Regions from separate parts of the Sus scrofa genome. Here regions 1 and 2 are each linked to region 3. The links are chromatin contacts, called in public HiChIP or PLAC-seq and promoter capture Hi-C maps. All regions are on one chromosome and are shown on one strand. Each heading gives the region's core, a stretch centred on a gene start, on an enhancer-like site or on the middle of the called end of the contact. The rest is flanking DNA. Distances are from core to core; before and after follow the strand shown. Region 1 holds the start of MFN1 (mitofusin 1). Region 2 holds the start of GNB4 (guanine nucleotide-binding protein subunit beta-4). Region 3 holds the start of TTC14 (tetratricopeptide repeat protein 14).

Region 1 (3,920 bases), core at 599-3,098, 1.2 Mb after region 3:
TTTTATTCCTGCTTTTCTGTTATTCCTGATTCACCTACTTTGCCTCTTTTTTTGTAACATTTTTTCCTGAGGTTCTAGAACCAGTGGTAAGTAGATAAGCTAGAGGTTCCCCAGAGAAAGAGAGCCAAAATGGCTTTTTTGACATAAGAGAAGACATTCTGGCCTAAGCCACTTTGTGATCTAAGCCTAACCACAATGCCTGCCCTTAACAGGTCTTAGTAATCAAAGATCTTAAGGGCAGGGAATGAATGCAGGAACAGAGAAAAAGAAGTCAAACAAGAGTACAGTGATAAAGCAGAGTCCCAGTTCCTCCTCAAGAGATATATGTTAAGAATAAATCTTTTTTTTTCTCCACACTGGCAGCATTCGGAAGTTCCGGGGCCAGGGAACAAATCCATGCCACAGCATCAACCTGAGCAGCTGCAGTGACAACACTGGATCCCTAACTCGCTGCACCACAAGACAAATCCTATAATAACATACATGAGTTCTGCAGGAACTAAGGCCCCTATTCAGGCAGAGAACCAAGTGATGACGCTGACCCTCCTCACTTCAATCAACCAAGACTTGGACTCTGTTGATCTTTGCCCCAATTCTCCCCTGAATTCTCCTCCACTCAAGCCACTTGAATTATGTACGTACTCTTAGCCTAAAACTTCCCCAATTTTGCTGTTCAGAGAGACAGAGCTGCAGGAAAGATCCCCAGTGTTCTCCTAAATTGCTGCAAGTAATAAATCCTTCTTTGTCCTGATCTTTGGCTTGGTTGTGTCTACTGGCTCAAAGTGAACCCAATTTACATTCTACAGCTGCCATTTCATTATCTCCTACATAATACTTAACCTACTTAACAGGCTCAATATACAGATGTTAAATTTAACTTCCTTTTCACTTTATTTTAAATTTTTAGAATAAAATACTATTCAAAGTCACTGTGTCAGCTCAAATTATTTCCAAATTGAAAAATCAAGATTCTGTACCAGTACTTTTTTCCCTTATTCAACAAAACTTGAATTGTGTCAGATCTGGTGACAGGGAGAGAATGATAAGGCAGGATTCGCACTCTCTAGGAATTCAAAATCTAGTGAAAAGGGATTAGGAAAAGAAGTTTGATTCTACCAAATGTTTTCCCACAGTCAGCAGAGTTTACAGAACCCCTCCCTTTTCACTGTATGCTTGAAGGTCAACATTATCTCTAAAGTAATATACCATAGAGTATGACATTATCACCTCTATTTGAATAGCTACACCCACGTTAAGATAACTCCTTTTGCCCTTTTCCCACTGCATCCCAGCCTCATTTGAGAGGATAAGACAGGTCTGTCTGAGATCTTAGTTTACCTGCTAAGTGGATAAGGAAGATAAGTATACTGATTCAATGTGGGCTACCCGGCTTTTAGTCTGGGCATTTACCAGCTATGTGATCTTGGCTAAGTCACTTAACTTTTCTGTGCCTTAGTTCCTTTATCTTTAAAATAAGTGAGATTAAAATCTGTCTCAGTGCTGATTTGAGAGTTGAGTTAATAATACAATAAAATGCCTAGAACAGTACCTCACACACAAGCACTTTTTTCTTAGTTGCTATTAATATAAGTCAATCTTCCTCACTTGGTGGGCAGAAAAGTGGTGGGTTTTATGTGTTACAAAGCCCTACATGTATTCAGTAACCCAGGCTGAAAAAATAAAGCACCTTTATGGATTTTCAAAAGTAATTATTTGAAAAATTTAGAGGAACTAACCTTCAACAAAATGTGATCCTTCAGTAACAAACTCCAGTAACTGTTCAAAGATTGCAGTAATTGCCTTTTTAGCCAGCACAAAGTGCTTCAGTGGAGAAGCAGTTTCTGCCATTATGCTGAAAATAAAAAGTACAAATTAAACTTGATGATAAAAGACATCTGAATTAAGGGCACTTTCCAGCAACATATTCTCCTTAACAAAACTTCCAAAAAACTTTTTTTTTTTTTCTTTTTTGTCTTTTTTAGGGTCAAACCTGCGGCATTTGGAGGTTTACAGGCTAGGAGTCCCATCAGAACTACAGCTGCTGGCCTACACCACAGCCACAGCCACAGCAGATCCAAGTTGCCTCTGCAACCTACACTACAGCTCGTGGCAACACCAGATCCTTCACCCACTGAAAGAGGCCAGGGATTGAACATGTGTCCTTCATGGATGCCAGTCAGATTAGTCTCCTCTGAGCCACTATAGGAACTCCCCAAAAAACTTTTAGATGACTGTTCTTTGGGGGGGAAAGGTGTTTTAGTCAAAGACTACTTTGGGGTGATATTCCATTAAAATAAATGAACTCTGTTGGCCAAAATCTTGGTTGCAATTTCTACTTTAGCTCCCTTTACTGACAATGAATCTGGCTAAATTCTGATTCTTAACTACATCTGGGAACAGGATGAGTGAGATGAAGCCAAGTTCACAAACACTAAGTTTCTCAACCTGGACCTCTGGTTGGGTGGAGGTGGATATGCAGAGCAAGGAAATGAATTCCAAGATCATAATGCAATACAAACGTTTAAAAAGCAGCAGTTCTCAACACAACAAATAAGGAGGCAAACCTTAAAGCAAGCCATAGTACCAAGAACTTAAAGGAATATAAATTAAAAAAAAATTATGACAGCTTTTCATGAAAAGATACCAAACAAAAGCGATCACAAACCAGTCTGACCCTGGTGTGCATGTGTGTAAAATGGAGCAGAATGTCCGTAAAGAAGGCTGAGCCTTCCAAAGCGTCAATGAAGGAGCCGCGTGAGAAAGTACAGAGAGGGCAACAACCCGGTTCAGCTGGGTGTGAACACCTACCTTAGGAAAGGGCCTTCCCCGCCCTCCACACGGGCCGCGGGAGCTCCGCCAGCAGGGCTCGCAGCCAGACTCTCCGCCGCACCGGGGGCGCGGGCTTCGGGCTCGCGGACTTTGCGGGCCTGACCCGGCCTCTGGCCCCGCTCACGACCCCGCTGGCTCGCTCCTTTCCGCAGGACCGCGGCGGCGCCTCGTCACAGAGCGCCCCGCGCACGACTCCCCGCCCCACAGCCCGGGCCAGAAGAAGGTCACCCCGAGCAGGGAACCCGCAAGTAGCCGAGGCGACAAGCACTCACCCTGTCTCAGGTCCGACTTGTCACCCAGCAACCGCAGCTCGGCCACAGCCCTCAACCCGCCTCATTCTCCCAAGAGAAGGTGGAAGACTGGGAGGAGGCGGGAGGAGAGGCGAGAGGACAGTCACTTCCGGTCTCCTGCCCTCCCCGATTTTGTTTGGCTCCGTAACCGGAAGTGCGTGTACGCGGAGCGCCATTTTTCTTAAGGGCAGAAGTCAAGGAGTTGAGGTAGGGAATGCTTCCACAAAAACGTTTTCACGGTTATCCGGAACTTCTGCTTGTCCACACTTTCCCTTAAAAGTTTCCCAAACTGCCCAGCCTAGGCATAGCTATCTGCCAGTGGCTGCTTTAATGAGGAAGACCTGAAAGGAAGAGGAGCGAGATGAGGTGGAGTTGGGGGTCCCAGACAAGGATTCCTGCTTCCTGGCCAGCAACAATAAAGGAAAACTTTTTGACCTCATCACCACCCTCTTCTTGAGGTTGGAGCACAGCTGTGTGTGTTTGTTGTATTAGAGGTGAGAATTAGAAAATTGATGTATCCTTGACTAGTGCTTCTCAAATTTTGTACTTAGGAATTTTGTATGTAGGGATCTTGTTAAAGTGCAGATTCTGATTCATTGGGTTAGAAGTGAGGTGGGTAGGTGCATTTCTAACATCTGTGGAGAGCTTCTGCTGCTGGTCTGCACATGGCTCAAAGGAAAGTCCCAGGATGTCTTTTTGGAGTTGGCAAGTGAGGCAGTTTTGCAAATCATAGTGCTAATATCACCTACTTTATGGTAGGCTCTAAAATATACATATTTTGTTAGTATTATTATTATTATT
Region 2 (3,732 bases), core at 731-3,230, 1.1 Mb after region 3:
CTCTCAAAGACCTATGATATCTGTTAAGTGCCAGTCGCATGAGAATAAGACAGAGAAGAATCTTAAAGAAAGTGGGATTTAGGAGTTCCAGTTGTGTATCAGCGGGTTAAGAACATGGCTAGTATCTACGAGGATGTGGGTTTGATCCCTGGCTTACTCAGTGGGTTAAAGATCTGGTGCTCTGTGGCTGTGGTGTAGGCCAGCAGCTCCAGCTCCAGTTCGACCCTGGCCTGGGAACTTCCACATGGTGGAGGTGTAGCTGTAGGAAAAAAAGAAAATAAAAAGAAAGTTGGCTTTGGAGTCAACCCAATCTGGATTCCATGTAAGGCTATGACACTTTCTGTATAATTCTAGGTAAATGCCATAATCTCACTGAGCCTCAATTTACTAATCTGTAAAATGGGGATAGAATGCACATTGTAAAGTCAGTATGAGAATAATACAATATCAGAAAGCAGGGAGTCTGGAGTTCCCGTCGTGGCTCAGTGGTTAACGAATCTAACTAGGAACCATGAGATTGTGGATGCGATCCCTGGCCTTGCTCAGTGGGTTAAGGATCCCGAGTTGCTGTGAGCTGTGGTGTCGGTTGCAGATGTGGCTCAGATCCCAAGTTGCTGTGCTCTGGCGTAGGCCGGCAGCAACAGCTCAGATTAGACCCCTAGCCTTGGAACGTCCATATGCCCTGGGAGTGGCCCTAGAAAAGGCAAAAAGTCAAAAAAAAAAAAAAAAAAAAAAGAAAAAAAGAAAAAAGGAAAAGAAAGAAAGAAAGAAGAAAGCAGGGAGTCTGGTACATAATAGGAATTTCTTAAATAAATAACAATTTTCCTTTGCTTCCTCCTAAAAATGACAAAGCTCAAGATTTAATCATTAAAATCTATAAACAGTTACAGTTGCAAAGGACCCATTCAGGTCCCAATCAACCTTCCAGACACCCCACATTAAGAAATGAAAATTTGGGGGGGAACCCTATAATTTTATCATCCTAGTACCACAGCTGTTTCCATTTTTGTTATGGTCTGGCTTTTATACAAAGGGTCACATTTTCTCCACAGCTTCAGTCAGGGTGCATTCATCACAAAGGTACTAGAAGATTTATTCCAGGTGATAGTGGGAAGCTGCTGAAGAAGAAATGGAAGGCTGCGGAGGTGTTAAAGTTCTCTGAAGATATTGTTCAAACCTTTCTCCAGCACAGAAACTCGACAAAGAACTCCTCTGCAGTTTTCGTTACCCAGGGCTGTTTCTTTAAATTGTTTGACGTCAGAGAAGGAATGCTATAGCAACAGTCTGTCAAACTGGAATTAACTCAGAAGAAAGATGGGGGTGGGGAGAGGAAAATTGCTCCCGGGCGGTACTGACTTCAGAGGAAGCAAATTTGGTAGATGCATTCATTTTATGACATTTTAAACATAAAACACCCAGAGAAATGTGGGAAAAGTCGGTTGCATGTGATGTTTTAACTCATGCAGAGACAAGTGACTTGATGGGGTTATCTGGAAGGCCTCCTTTCATCAGTGACAATAGTAACAACTTCCAAGCATTGATTATTTATTCAGAGGTAGGCTCTGTTTAAATGTTATCTCATTAAAAATTTTAGCACCTTTATGAGGCAGATACACTATCCCTATTTCGCCGGTGAAACTAAGGCCCTGAGACGGTACAGGATCACAAAACTAGCGACATTAGAGCTGGGATTGCAGTGCAATTTTGTAAGACTCTGGGCTTCAGTTTACTCTCTTACATTTAAAATTCCAGAAATGTTAAACCTAAGCGGGACCTTGAGATCTTCTAAGTCAGCCCCCCTGCCCTACCCTCAAGCAAACTGAGGCCTGTACTGTGCCGGGAAGGAAAACTGGCCAACCCACTTGGGCGCTACTCAGAAGTGTGCTCCGTCGTCCAGGCGCTGCACCAAGAAAACGAAACTGCCTGGGAATTAATGTTTTTCTTCTCCTTCTAGCAGGAAACGAGATAGAAAATAGGAAGCAGAAGCTGTGCGCAGCGCCAGCTGCCTTCGCCCCCTGCCCAGGCCGCGCACGCTCAGGGGTCTGCGCGCGCCCGCGCCGCGTCCCCGCGGGACCCGCGCGCCTCGTGCCTCGCGCCTCGCGCCTCAAGCCACGTCCCCGCCCCGGCCCCGCGCGCCGCAGAGTTGGCTGCTGGGCGGCGCGGGCCTGGGTGTGGTCGGCGGATCTCCGCGGCGTTGGTCTCGGCGGTGCGCTGCGCTGCGCTCCGCACGCCCGGTCCGTGCGCCAGGAGCTGCGAGGCGCCCAGCCGACCCTCGGACGCCGGGTCCAAGCCGGCCCGAGCTCCCTCCAGGTAGGCGGCTGCCGCGCAAGCTGCGGCTGGTCGGTGCGCCCCGCGGGGGCATCTCGGGCTTCCTGCAGGGGGGCGTGAGGCGCCGCGAGGCTGCCCCGGCGGAACTCGGCCCTGGAGGCGGCCCGGGTCCGGCAGAGTTCCTCCTGACCCGAGGATTGGGAGCTCCGGTCGGCGAACCCTGCCTGGGAGGACGGGGCGGGCGCGCCTCGGTGGCGCTCTAGTGCAGGGACCGGCCGTTTGGCCGCAGCTTCGGACACTTCCTAGGCCCTTGGGACCGCTCGCTCTGGGCAGCGAGGGGGTGAGCCATGGTCCCTGGGCTTTCGACCCCTAGGTGCCTCTCCGCACCCCGAGGTCCCTTCGGGGCACTGGAACGCGAGCTGGTGTTTGTCCTGAGGATAGCGATTATTCAGGGCTGCCCAAAAGGGTTATTGGGTCGAGAGCCCTGGGAGAGCTCATAAAAGTTCTCCACTGAGTGCTAAAAATGAGTCCATTAGTTTCGTGTTAAATTTATTTTGGAAATATGATGCACAGTAAGGGGGGGTGTTAAGAATTTTGAATACTTTTAAGTTCAACACATGATAAAATGTTTTCCTTTTCTCTCCACGTTCTTTTTCTGCTTCAGAACACAAATAATTTCCTTGTGCTTTGATATTTATTGCTCTTCCGTCGGTAAAGGAAGATAGAATTCCCAAAAGTTTAAAAACAGGCTTAAATTTGTTTATAGAAGCAGTTTGTTATTTTGCATCTCTCTCTTCCCTTTTTTCCTACTCCTTCCCTTTCTCTTTTAATAAAGGGTGTGGACGCATCTTTCTCCCTCCACTGGCAGAATAGCTCGGTCTGTGAATTAGCACCCTACTGGAAAGTTTTCTTAAGACATTCGGCATTGAATTGTTGATTAGAACGCTTTACTATCGGTCCATCTTAGTGTTGCAAACTGAGATTGTGACCTTTAAGTGTGTCTTTTAGAACAGAAACAGAGCACACTCTCCTTCTTTAAGATGAAAGAGAAGTCATTTCTAGTCGCCAAGGAAAACAATAGTCTGTATAGGTAAAGTTGTATGCTTTGAATCTCTTCGCCATTGCATATTTTTATTTTTTAGACTTTTCAGTGTGGGGCTTTTGGTTTATTACTGATCCTGGGCTCTGAAAGTTTATTGTATATTTCAGTATTTGGTTACAGATCATTTAAAGACTTTACATGTTGCATTTTGGTTTGTAGATGAATTTGAAAGTGAAATAGGAACTTTAAAAATATCATTTTATTAAATGTCTTTTAATTCTCTTGTATACACACATTTATGAAATTATTTAATCTGAGTGTGATACATTTATGTTCATGTCTGTGAGCCATAGGTGTTATTTAGGAGATTGTTCTGAGTTAGCCTTTGTTAACTTACAGAATTGCTTCTTTTATTATTTTTT
Region 3 (4,302 bases), core at 1,313-3,812:
TTCAAGAAATTTAAGGGTTGTAAAAATAAAATGAGCATATTTTGAAATAAGAGAAAATAAAATTCTACTTTCTTGTTAGAAACTGGACAAAATTTGCTCTTTTTTAGCCAAGAAACTTTTGCAATTAACATGTGGATAAATTACCTGTAGTACAAAGGAAGTTCTTCGGAACTAATTACACCTAATTTAATACCAGATAGGTGTGATGGAAGAGATGAGCTATATAGAGATACTGCAAGCTTTTCATGATATCTGTCAATATCCTTGATTCCAGCTTAAAAAAATGAAAAAATTAAGTTGATTAACAAGGCAATGCAAACATAAATCTGACAACTGTTACTTTTTTATTAGTATTATGAAACTGATCACCTCGAATGATGTCACCAGTCTGGTAATATGATAAAGGATCCCCATGGTTACTGAGAGAAGGCACATCTCTTAATGGACATAGAGCCTGCAATGAAAAGTTTTTAAAATACCAGACATTCCATATTCAGTGAAAGTGTCTTCTTTTATTCTAATTATTCAGTATAAATAGCTGATAGTTGACAGAAAAATTAAGAAAACAATTATCACCCTAAAGTTTAAATTTAAATAAGGATTTTAATAATTTCTGTGCCCAAACACAATAAATTTTCTAGTTCAGTTAAAAAACTAAAATCTCATGAAATTTGCAATTAGTTTTAGGACCCAAATATAAGCACGGATTATGAAACCAAAAGGTATTTTGTGCTTGTTAAATATAAAATTAAAATTTGTCCAGCAGGTAGGAGAGTTCCAATGAAAATGAAATGTGAATTCTCCAAAGGTTAGGTCTGTTATCTAGTTGGCGATACCTTCTGCTTTTCTTCCATTTTCATCTGTCTTAATAGACAATAAATATCAAACCTTTTAAATTAAAGTGAAATGTTTTAAATTCAGGTCATTTACTTTGGGCAAAGTATCTCATAGATAGTGGATTTGTTTTTAAATTGTCCACGTGCAGATATCTAGTAGCAAATGCTAATAAAGGTAACGTTCATCTAGAATAACCACAGGTTACCAATCTCATCATGTCCACTGGTATCTTTTTGAGCATTTTAAAAAGGTCACCACCCCTCCCAACCCAAACCCCTAAAACTAGAAGTGGTGGAGGAGTAGATAACTATATTACTGCCAATAATTTTTTAAAAAGAAATAGTGCTTTATTTTTCTCCAAATAATACTTATTTCTCAAAACTATGTCTGCAGAATACACTTAATTACAACTGGATACAAAGACATAATTCTTGCATTGAGATGACACGTTATCAAAAACAGAGACAATCAAATAACTGAAGAGTGAGTAACTTACTGTGATTTCTAAGTGGGATATATCTCTCATAATGCCACTGCCTAAACAAATCAACACCATGAAAAACCCAAATTCCCGAATGGAACTAATTCTTCCAATCACTATATCACCACGCTCAATATCTCGGAAAAACAGCTCTCTTCGGTCCATACCAGGTATCTCCATGAACTGCTCTAAAGGTGGCATGACTGCATAATGATCTGAAAAAATAATTAACAAAACAGTACTAACAACAGCTTTGCATTCGATTTCACTTGAAGTGGTGTTAAACCAAACCGCAATCAAAACTCACCTTCATTATCTTCATTAATTTCAGAAGTTGTAGGTGTACCTGATTTCCAGGAAAGTGCAAAAAGCAGATCCGCTTTTTTGGAAATGAATTTTTGTATTTCAATGTTGTCAACTTTCTTCTCTTTTCTTAAAAAAAAACAAAAGTTATGAAAACTGGTTTATCTACAAAACCTTTTAGTACGTCCAAGCTTCTGCTCTCGGTTTTCAATGCCCAATCGGGTCCATCTTAAGCTCTTGGCCGTACGCCTTCTGAAAAAATGTTTTAACCTCATTTGCCAGCCCAGATAGAGGGCGGGGAAACATAAAAAATGTGACACCCGCGCAGTTCCAGATACAGAAGCCCCGGGGGATTTTACTAAAGAATCAGCGCCTCCGGTAGGCAGTACCAGATTTAAAAAGTTCAGTCCCCATCTTGCCCTCACACCAGGAGTGTGAACCCTCCTCCACACTGCCCTCGGAACCAGCGCCACAATCACCACGCGCTCACAACACCGCTCCGCTCCTAGAAGGCTCAGGCGCCCGACTGCGGCAGTGGAACCCCGAGCTGTCCCCTTTCCCCGTCTCGCAGCGGCGCCCCTATCCCATTACCTGCCCTGTAACTGCTGCTGGGGTGGCGGGCCCCGCGGAGGCTCTGCCACCGAGCCCAGGAGGCTCCGGAAGTGCGGATTGTCCTGCTGTTCGCTCCGGAGCAGGGAGAGCAATGAAGGCCCGTGGAAATTCAGTGACTGCCGCAGAAGGTCCCGGTCCATGGTGAGAGACGGCTGGGCCCAACAACCAATGGGCTGCCTGTCCACTGTTCTGGGCCCACTACTTCAGCCGGGTGGTCCCGGAATCTGAGGAGGGAGCCTGCAAGCCGCCGGAAGCATACATCCCAGACACCTACAGAGTGACCTCCCGGAAGTGTTCTGAATCCGCCCCTAGCGGCGGTGCCGCGCAGCCAGTCTCGGTCTCGCGAAATTGAGCGAGATTACGGAAGCCGGAAGGATTGGTCAAGGTTTTCCGGAGCTAAGGGCCAACTACGGCTCTGAGGTAGCGTTGCGTGTGACAAGTTTGTTTCTTAAAATTTCCGAGGTGTTAGTGCATTGAAACGGTCTGAGCTCTAATCTGTGGTAAATAATTCATTATCTTGTTAGCGAGGACCTTCCAAGTGCCAGTGTCAGGATGAGAACCCCAAACCTTAAAGTTTCTTCCCTCAGGTACTTGCTGGGTAAACCACTACCTACGCCTCAGGCACAACCACGTTAAAACGACCGCTCTGGGAAATTTCCTGGTAGGCTAAAGGGCGGAAGAAAGGAAGGACACTAACATTTGTTAAGCACCGGAGTTGTGTTCTCCATCCATATCTTGATCACTGTTAGTGATTTTAGATTTAATTTAAAACCAGAATGGCTTTAATGCCTAGACATTGCATATATACATTCTTTTTATTTCTCTAAGTGGTTTCTCAAAATTTAGTGTCCATAAAGTTTACTATATAGTTTGTTTCCGTTGAAATCAATATTAAAATACTTAAGTGTAATTCAGGTGATTTTCAAAGGTAATTGTGACTTAGGCTCTTTGCCCCCTTTTCCCTTTTTTAATTGCCATACCCGCGGCTTATGAAAGTTCCCAGGCACAGGAGACTGAACAGGAGCCCCAGCTGTAACCTATTGCATAGCTGCAAGTTACTCCACAGCTGTGGCAACGTGGGATCCTTAAACCTACTGGGGCCGGGATGCAACCCACAACTCCACAGTGACCCAAACCGCTGCATTCGGCACCACTGTGGAGGAACTACCCCCACCCTATCCCTTACTTATTGACTTGAGAACCTAACCACTGTACCTCCTTGTACTCTCATTTTAGAGACTGAGGAAAACGATCAAGAGATTCAATAAATTGCTCAGCGTCACCCAGCTGGCAAAAGGCTGGAGTTAGAATTCTAACGTAGGTCTGAATAAATTTCAGAGTTGCTAGACAAAATGTTTTTATTATATGGAAGGGCTAACTTATTCTAATACTGAGATAATGCGTTTTTGTTTTATTGCAGTATATTAAAATCTGTACTATTTAAATATGTGTAGTTTAGGCCTTTTGAGCAAAAATAAATAGCAGCAGTTATTTTTCCACCTCTCCAGCTATGTGTATTTGGTGAGATCTCTTTGACCTTCACTGTCTCACCACCTGGATAGAAGACCCAGACCTAGTGAATAACTTCACACTGTTTTGTAAAAAATCCAAGCAAAAAGGTAAACAGTCTACTAAGACTTGAGAAAATGGAATAAAGAATGTAAGTTTAAAAGATAATAAATTTCAGAGTTCCCACTGTGGTGTAGTGGGTTAAGAATCCAACTGCAGTGACTCAGGTGGCTGCAAAAGTGTGTGTTTGATCCCCAGCCTGCCACAGTGGATTAAGAGATCTAGCTTTACTCCACCTGGGGCATGGGTCACAGCTAGGGTTTGTATTCAGTCCCTGGCCCAGGGAACTTCCATGCCATTAAAAAAAAAAAAAAAAAAAAAAAGGAAAAAAAAAGATAATAAATTTCAAGCCACTAGGGGTGTATCAGGGAAGTTTAAACAGTGCTGCAAACTGATTTGTGTTAAGCTATAGCTCTAGACAATGGCTGTTTTTAGGAAAGAGGGTGCTGTCTGTGAAAAGGAAAGCTAACACGAAAAAGGAACTATGTGCATTATATCTT

The links. Promoter capture Hi-C pulls out the DNA fragments that hold promoters and counts their contacts. HiChIP or PLAC-seq counts read pairs in DNA pulled down with a chosen protein or histone mark.
Region 1: a contact with region 3 is called in a promoter capture Hi-C map of fetal liver, with 5 times the contacts expected there. The contact joins the promoter of MFN1 here to the promoter of TTC14 in region 3. A contact is called at or near these places in 1 of 5 promoter capture datasets (fetal liver) and 1 of 2 datasets of contacts at active chromatin or transcription factors (skeletal muscle).
Region 2: an H3K27ac HiChIP or PLAC-seq map of skeletal muscle shows a contact between it and region 3, with 6 times the contacts expected there. The contact joins the promoter of GNB4 here to the promoter of TTC14 in region 3. A contact is called at or near these places in 1 of 5 promoter capture datasets (fetal skeletal muscle), 1 of 47 Hi-C or Micro-C datasets (heart right ventricle) and 1 of 2 datasets of contacts at active chromatin or transcription factors (skeletal muscle).

Annotation. Positions count from the first base shown.
Region 1 is chr13:117,403,965-117,407,884 of Sscrofa11.1, reverse strand. MFN1 (mitofusin 1) reads right to left here and starts at 1,848. Exons shown (of 17, transcript NM_001315732.1): 1 at 1,737-1,848. The coding sequence starts at 1,848. It overlaps LOC110256374 (a long non-coding RNA gene), which reads left to right and starts at 3,338. Exons shown (of 3, transcript XR_002337762.1): 1 at 3,338-3,613.
Region 2 is chr13:117,511,635-117,515,366 of Sscrofa11.1, reverse strand. It overlaps GNB4 (guanine nucleotide-binding protein subunit beta-4), which reads left to right and starts at 1,980. Exons shown (of 10, transcript XM_021069860.1): 1 at 1,980-2,310.
Region 3 is chr13:118,612,654-118,616,955 of Sscrofa11.1, reverse strand. TTC14 (tetratricopeptide repeat protein 14) reads right to left here and starts at 2,562. Exons shown (of 12, transcript XR_002338123.1): 1 at 2,213-2,562; 2 at 1,626-1,750; 3 at 1,334-1,533; 4 at 370-454; 5 at 145-274. It overlaps LOC102167959 (a long non-coding RNA gene), which reads left to right and starts at 2,538. Exons shown (of 7, transcript XR_002338126.1): 1 at 2,538-2,653.